Regions from separate parts of the Sus scrofa genome. Here region 1 is linked to region 2. The links are chromatin contacts, called in public Hi-C maps. All regions are on one chromosome and are shown on one strand. The core of a region is the stretch at or near the end of the contact, and the rest is flanking DNA. Distances in the headings are between cores, read along the strand shown.

Evidence for each region. A called contact is a pair of places that touch in the nucleus more often than the background predicts.
Region 1: a Hi-C map of liver shows a contact between it and region 2, with 16 times the contacts expected there. The contact joins the promoter of NADSYN1 here to the promoter of LOC102159152 in region 2. A contact is called at or near these places in 1 of 5 promoter capture datasets (liver) and 2 of 47 Hi-C or Micro-C datasets (fibroblasts and liver).

Annotation. Positions count from the first base shown.
Region 1 is chr2:2,370,498-2,374,232 of Sscrofa11.1, forward strand. It overlaps NADSYN1 (glutamine-dependent NAD(+) synthetase), which reads right to left and starts at 1,859. Exons shown (of 21, transcript XM_021082640.1): 1 at 1,610-1,859; 2 at 661-721. The coding sequence starts at 1,694.
Region 2 is chr2:2,327,639-2,330,898 of Sscrofa11.1, forward strand. LOC102159152 (mas-related G-protein coupled receptor member X2-like) reads left to right here and starts at 1,623. Exons shown (of 1, transcript XM_005660597.2): 1 at 1,623-3,072. The coding sequence starts at 2,019. The coding sequence ends at 3,044. LOC106509286 reads right to left here. Exons shown (of 5, transcript XM_013994001.2): 5 at 3,236-3,260.

The DNA of each region.
Region 1 (3,735 bases), core at 609-3,108, 43 kb after region 2:
CGAGGGAGAGCCTGGTTCTTAGATGAGCGACCTGGAGTCAGGAGCTACCCCGTGAGGGATCCAGCTTCCTCTCCCTTCCTGTCCCTTCCTGTCCAGCTTCCTGTCCCTTCCTCTCCAAGGACAGATTCCTGCTTCAGAGGCCGTCACTCCCTTACCTCCCAGGCCACATGTGATAAAAAAAAAAACACCAGCCCAAGGCCTGACATCCAGCCACAGCTTTCCCTGGCCTCGCTCAGTGGGTAGGGGATCTGGTGTTGCCGTGGGCTGTGGGTAGGTCACAGACGTGGCTTGGATCCTGCCACGTGGTGCCATGGCTGTGGTGCAGGCTGGCAGCTGCAGCTCCAATTCAACCCCTAGCCAGGAAACCTCCATATGCTGTGTGTGCAGCCCTAAAAAAAAAAGAAAGAAAGCCGCGCAGACTGCGACGAGTCAGCTCCTTCATGAGCTCCGATGCTGCTCGACGTAGGAAGCGAGGCTCTCCCAGCCCTGCCGGGCCTGCTCTTGTTTGAGGGCACCAAGCGGGCCCACTCGGGTTTCTGAGGGTCCCGAAAAAGGGCCTGCGTGTCTGAGGCCCTCAATACCCTCTCGGCCAAGAGGAGCTGACACAGACGCCTCTACCTGCCCGTCCTGGGGGGGGGTGTCTGTGTTCTCTGCTCTCACCATATTTCCAGCTCCGGTCCAAGCCTGTATTTTGCTCCTTTGTGTTTCGCAATTTCAATACCTACATGTACAAAGAGAGAGGAAGAGGGGCAACTTCAGCACCGCCAATGTGTCCAAAGGCGGACTCAAAACCGCAGCCGTGGGTGTCTTAAGAAACCAAAGGTCACCTCCCAGACCCTGCTGACAGCGGCGGGAGTGAGATCCAGGCAGGGCCTGCAGGGCTGACCTTTAGCACCAAGGGGCGGGGGAGGGAGGCCATGGGGTCACACCCTGGCGGGTTAATAACAGCCGATGCAGAAGATCAGGTGTGGGGAGGAAGCAGGACCCGAAGGCACCAGCAGGGGGCACCATCCAACTCGGGCAGCCCCCACTGCAGGTTTAGGTGTGAACAGTGCAAACTCAAAGAGGATGCAAAAAACGATAACTGCATGGCGACCCCACACACAGGACCACACCCCCGTCTCTGAGCTGGTGGGCTCGCCCCACCCCCTCCCTCTTTGGGTGGGTTTTCCTCAATGTCCACCCCCCAGGAAGGTCCTCAGGCATCAGGGACCCGCCCACCGTGGGCTTTTCTTCAAGACTTCCCCGCGGGGGCTTGGCCGCCCTCTCTCTCTCCCCTCACACACCTCTGGGCAGCTCAGCTCTCGAAATGCCACCAGAGACCCCAGGGATAGTTGAGGACAGGCTCGCCCCTCCCATCTCGACCTCCACGGCCTCACTCGTCTTACCGCGTGTCCATTCCTCGTGTCCCCAGGCACTGTTACCCACCCCCTATTCACAGGGACCTGGGCTCGTACAGCACGGACCTAGTCACGGTAAGATAGGGTATCTTATCTGTCCCCACGCCCCGGGCGACTTTCTCCAGAGCAAGGCTGTCTGAGGGCCACAAGCAAGCCGGGCCGGCCAGAACGGACCTCCAATCCTCCTCCCCAGCCGCCCCCAGACTCACTCTTTAAAATCCTTTGCAAATTGCCCTCGAAGTCCAGGGCCCACTGGTTGAGCGCGCAGGTGGCCACGGTCACCTTCCGGCCCATCCTGGCTGCAGGAGCCCGCGCGAAAGGCCGGCCGGACAGCGAGTTTTTCTATCCTAGCGAGAGTCGCTGGCGGGTCCAGCCCTTCCGGGTCGCCCCGCGGGATCGGGCCAGGCCTTGCAGGGACAGGACGGCGGCGTCACGCCCCAGGTAGCCCGGCCCCGCCCGGCCCCGCCCCCGACCGCCCCGCCCCGCCCCCGGCTCGCCCCGCCCCGCCCCCGGCTCGCCCCGCCCCGCCGGAAGAGCGGAGACCCAGACAGGACCGCAGAGCTGGTGGCGTCAGGCCACGCCCCCAGATCGCCCGGCCGTGACCCCCAGCTCACCCCGCCCCGCCCGCGAGCGCCCCTCACCGCCGCGCCTGCGCAGAAGGGCGCCCCACTGAAAGGCGTGTGCCCATGCGCAGCACGCCCAGCCCGCGCCGCCCCTACGCTGACCCAGGTGGGCGGAACTGTGTCGCCAGGTCCGGGAGCGCTGCCCACCGCCCCTGTTTTATCCACAGCTCCCTGCAAACTGCGTCGTAATGCCCTTGTGCAATTTGGGTGTTTCCTCTGTAATATTAGTTATGTTGGGTTCCTTTTTTCTGCACTTGGCATCCCGTGGGAGGAAGAAAGCGCTCGTGAACCGTTCATAAACAGAAGGACACTGAAGTTACCAGCAGCGTTGTGCCAGCACATACGCACTTACACCCACCCAGGCTTGCCTGCCAGGGAACATAGATGCGCAGCCTTACTCAGTATGATAACTGCGTGGTGTTATCATACTGATGACAGTGTTCTCTCCCGCCGCATTTGAACCTGTTCACTCCAGCGGTTTTTCAAGTTTCCTTTTCGCCTTCCAGCCTTTAGTTCCCTTAGGGTAGGAATCCATCCTTTCCCCACAGGAGCAAGTAGCTGGCTGACCATCCTGGATGGACAGGTCATCCTTTTCTCCCGGTTTGCAAGGCTGCCTCTGCCGCAGGTACGCGTTTTCAGACTTGTTTCGTTGATAAAGTCATCCTTGTTCGTGATGGAAAATTTGGAAATTTCGGAAAAGCACAAAAATGTTCATGTGTTAATTCATAACACTTCACTTCAACCCTCGGGGGTAGTTTTCATTCCCAGAAATCTCTCAGCTCTTTCTGGCCTTTGCTCAGGTATCTCCTGCCAACAATGGCTGGTTCTGTGCTTCTGAGAAGGAAGGAGCAAATCCTCCAGGGTCTGGTTGCAGCAGAAAATAAGGACGTTCTTGAAAAATGGGGGGAATATATTATTTGGGGGAAAAAAGAGTCAGTTGAAGGGGTTCCCACTGGCCAAATATGGGACAAACTGAATATCCAAAGATAATGACTTCAAAAAAAAGTAAATGGAAAAAGAAAAAAAAAAAAAAGTTCCTGCTGTTTCACAACAGGTTGGCTGGCGTCTCTGCAGCGCTGGGACAGGTTCAATCCCTGGCCTGCACAGTGGGTTAAAGGATCCCGCGTTGCCACAGTTTCTGCATAGGTCACAACTGCATCTTGAGTCTGATCCCTGGCCTGGGAACTCCATAGGCCACAAGGCAGCCAAAACAGAAAAAAAAAAAAAGGAAGTGAAAGTTCAGGATCATAACTCCATATGCAAAAAAATCTATTGCTCCGTGTTGACAAAAAAATGAAATAAGAGAGGGAAATTCTTTACAGAAAAATGCCAGTGAGGTTAGAAAATATTGCCCTTTTGCATCGGGGAGTTTGACTCAGGCAGGAGTCATCGTTAAATGCTAGATTCCTGGACGAAGCGTCTTTGGAGGCCGTGCATTTACACAGTCTCAGCCATTCCGCAGATGACTCAGTAATCATAAAAGGAGCAATGGAGACTCCTGGCAGAAACCATCTGAGCCTCACTCTCAGACTTACCGTCAACAAGGGGACAAAGTGAAAGTGACACCACGTTGCCTCCTGCTGTTGAGCTTGGAGGTGACGGTGACCGGCCCCCGTGCTGAGAACAGCTGGGACTTGTTGCCTTGTTTCTCTCTGAGGCTCAAGGAAAAAGCGAATTGCAGGAGCTGAGCTCGGCTGCAATGGAAAGATCAG
Region 2 (3,260 bases), core at 373-2,872:
GGGAAGCGTGAGCCATCCACCTCCTACGCTTCTCTGAATTTCCCCCAGGTGTTGAGCCAGCCTCTGCTCCGGAGCCAGAGCATCTGTGCCCTCTCTGGTGCCTCTGCTGTTCTCACCCTGGCTTTCCAACCTGCCACGGCTCTGAGGTTCATCCAGCTTCTCTCTCCCTGCCCTCTGGGCTTTGGTCTGATGTCTTGATTGCAAACAGTGATGCCCTGGTCATGCCCTTCTGCATGATTCCCCAGGGGTTTCCCCATTTTAGCTACCATGTGTTTGCTCTCCTCCCTGCTCAGCCCGCCTCACCCCAGCATTCTCATCCAATGATTTCATGGAGTGACTTATGCCATTTCTGCCTTAGGACTACATGGCGTGGAGAGACTAATACCTTAAACCATGAGAGTCTGAAATGGAACAGCTACCAGAGTCGGCAGTCACAGGGCTCGGCGAAGAAGCAGCCTAGGACCTATCACAGAGAAGATGGCCTTGGTGTCCTGACCACTCTCCAGCCATCGAAGCAGTGGACTGGCCCCAGGGCGCGGGCTCCTTGGGCAAACAGTGCCCAGGATATTTTGGTGAGCACCGTAAGTTATTCGTGATGACATCAACCTCCTACAGTTTTCTCCTTCATGTCCCTAGAATATTGTTGCTAGTGCATTATGGGTCTACACTCTAAAACCATCCCAAACATGCTCAATCCTTCATACTACTGATATAGTTCATGGGTTCAAACTTCAAGGGCTTTCTACGGGACTGCCGACCCTCCTCTGCGTCTGTGCCCCCCCTTAGCTCCTCAGACATCACTCGCTTCTGGTTTCTTCCTCTGCACCCTTTCCTTTTCTCTGTATCCCTTGGTCCTTTTATTAATTACATGTTTTATTTTATTTTGTTTTATTGGGGTTTAGTTGGCTTACAATGTTATATTCGTTTTAGGTGTTCAGCAAAGTGAATCAGGCACACGTATTCATACATCCATTCTTTTTCCCCCTCTAGGTTATTACACACTCTTGGGTAGGTTCTCCTGTGCTCTGTGGTAGCTTCTCATCAATCATCTATTTTATACAGTGGCGTGTCCATGTCATTGTCACCCTCCCGATTCTTCCCTTCCCACAACGGTTTCCCCTATGGCGACCATAAGACTGGTTTTGAAATCTAGGAGTCTGTTTCTGTTTTATAAAAAAGCTCTGTTGTATCATTCTTTATTCGAGTCCACATAGAGGTGCTATCATATGATACTTAGCTGACTTCCTCCACCGAGGTCAGTGGGCCTGCCACCTGGACACAGGTATGGAGGCAGACCAGATGCCTCCACACACCTTGCCATCTTCCGTCATCCTCTCCCCTGTACCCTGAACTCCTTTTCATGTACTAACCGTACTGAGCGTTCCACCCTCGGCGTGGACATGCTCCCCCAAGCCTCTGGCCCTTCTTCAAGTGGTTTCTCTGCATTGGGTGCCATCCTCCTTGGTAACGTCTACCAGGTCTTCAAGGGTCAACTGTCCCCCGAGGGCTAGAGTTCCAATCATACTGTCCCGTCAGTGGTTGTGACCTCGGGGTCCTTGCAGGCAGAGACTGGGTCTCCCCACCTGCTTCCACCTCGCATTTTGCTCAGAGCCTGAGGGAGAGAGGACACAAGCGAACCAGCTGGTTAGATGCGGAGACGATTGAGTGAGTGAGCCATGCCGATGCCCAAGGGTCCAGCTCAAGAGGATGCAGCTGGGCTCTTGGCTCATCCCTTAGGGAGAGCTCAGAACCACAGGAAGGTCTGGTACTCGGGATGCGTGTGGCTGGGCCTGGAGGTGGGAAACTGAGGGAAGGGGAAGAGTAAGAGAGAGCGATGGGGCGAAGGGGCAAGAAGGGAGGAAAGGAGGGGAGGAGAGACGAGGAATACAGGCGGGGGAGAGCCAGGGCCCTCCCTGCATGCCGGAGTGTCTGCATGTCATCTCTGACTCCCCAGGAGGGCCAGGGGTCACCGGTCCAAAGGACCCAGTGGAGTCCTCCTGAGCTCGGACCCCCTCACCATGGACAACTACTGCAAGACAAGTAATCCGTCTGGCACTGAGGCCGCAGAGCTGGCTGCAGGATTGGGGCTCACTGGCCACGTGGCCTTCCGGTCCATCACGGTAGCTGTGGCCCTTTGCGGGCTGGTGGGAAATGGACTGGTCATCGGGTTTGTCCATCTGTCGGCCCAGAAGAGCTCCTTCTTCGTCTACAGCTCCAATCTGGCCATCGCAGATTTCATGCATCTTTGCTTCCAGATTATGTTCTCTGTCCGCCAAATCCTGAGGTTTTTCCTCCGACGGTGCTTTCACCTTCCCGAGGTCTTCGTGGTCCTGACGTTCTTCTTCTACTTCACTGGCCTGGGCATCCTGACGGCCATCGGCTTCCAGCGCTGTCTGTCCGTCCTCTTCCCGATTTGGTATCGGTGCCATTGCCCCGAGCACCTGTCGGCCATCGTGAGCGTCCTCCTCTGGATTCTGACCTTTTTGATCAATATCCTGAGAGGCCACGCCTGTGGTCAGTTACTCATCCCAGAGACAGAGTTCTGTCCCGCGCTTGTGACCGCCACCGCCGCCTGGGTCTTCCTCCTGTTCTCCATCCTGGGCGCGTCCAGTCTGCTGCTGCTCTGCCGCCTCCAGGCCAGCGCCCAGCAGCAGCATCCCCCAAAGCTCTACGTGGTCCTTCTGCTCTCTGTCCTGGGCTTCTTCCTCTTCGGTCTGCCCCTCAGCATCATCAGGTTCGCCGTGGCCAAAACGAGAGATCACACCCTCAACGACCTCTGTGTCCTCCTGTCCTGTGTCAACAGCACGGCTAACCCTGCCTTCTACCTCATCGGTGGCCTTCACAGGAAGCGGCCGAGCAAGCCCCTCGAGGTGGTCCTCCGGGGAGCCCTGGGCGAGGAGGTGGAGTACGGGGAAGATGGGAAGGTGCCCCCCATTGGCAAGGAGGAGAAGGATGGACGCAGGTTCCTGAAGCATGGCACCCACAATTTCCAGGTAGTAACCATGCCTCATCGTCAGCAGAGAGCTCCCCAAGGCAGCCCCTAAGAGTTCCCTTCTCTGTGCAAAAAAACTAAGAACCTCTGGAAGCAGCTCTTTTGGTGTCTGAAACCAAAGGCACACACGCACCTGAGCCTTTGGAACCACTGTCGGATCATCCTGCAGAACGTGTGTCAAGCAGCATCGTCGCGTCACTCGCCGGCCTCGGAGGGTCCGTTTCAACCTTGCCTTACAGGCGAAACTCTGCCAGTTTTCAGGGTTTTG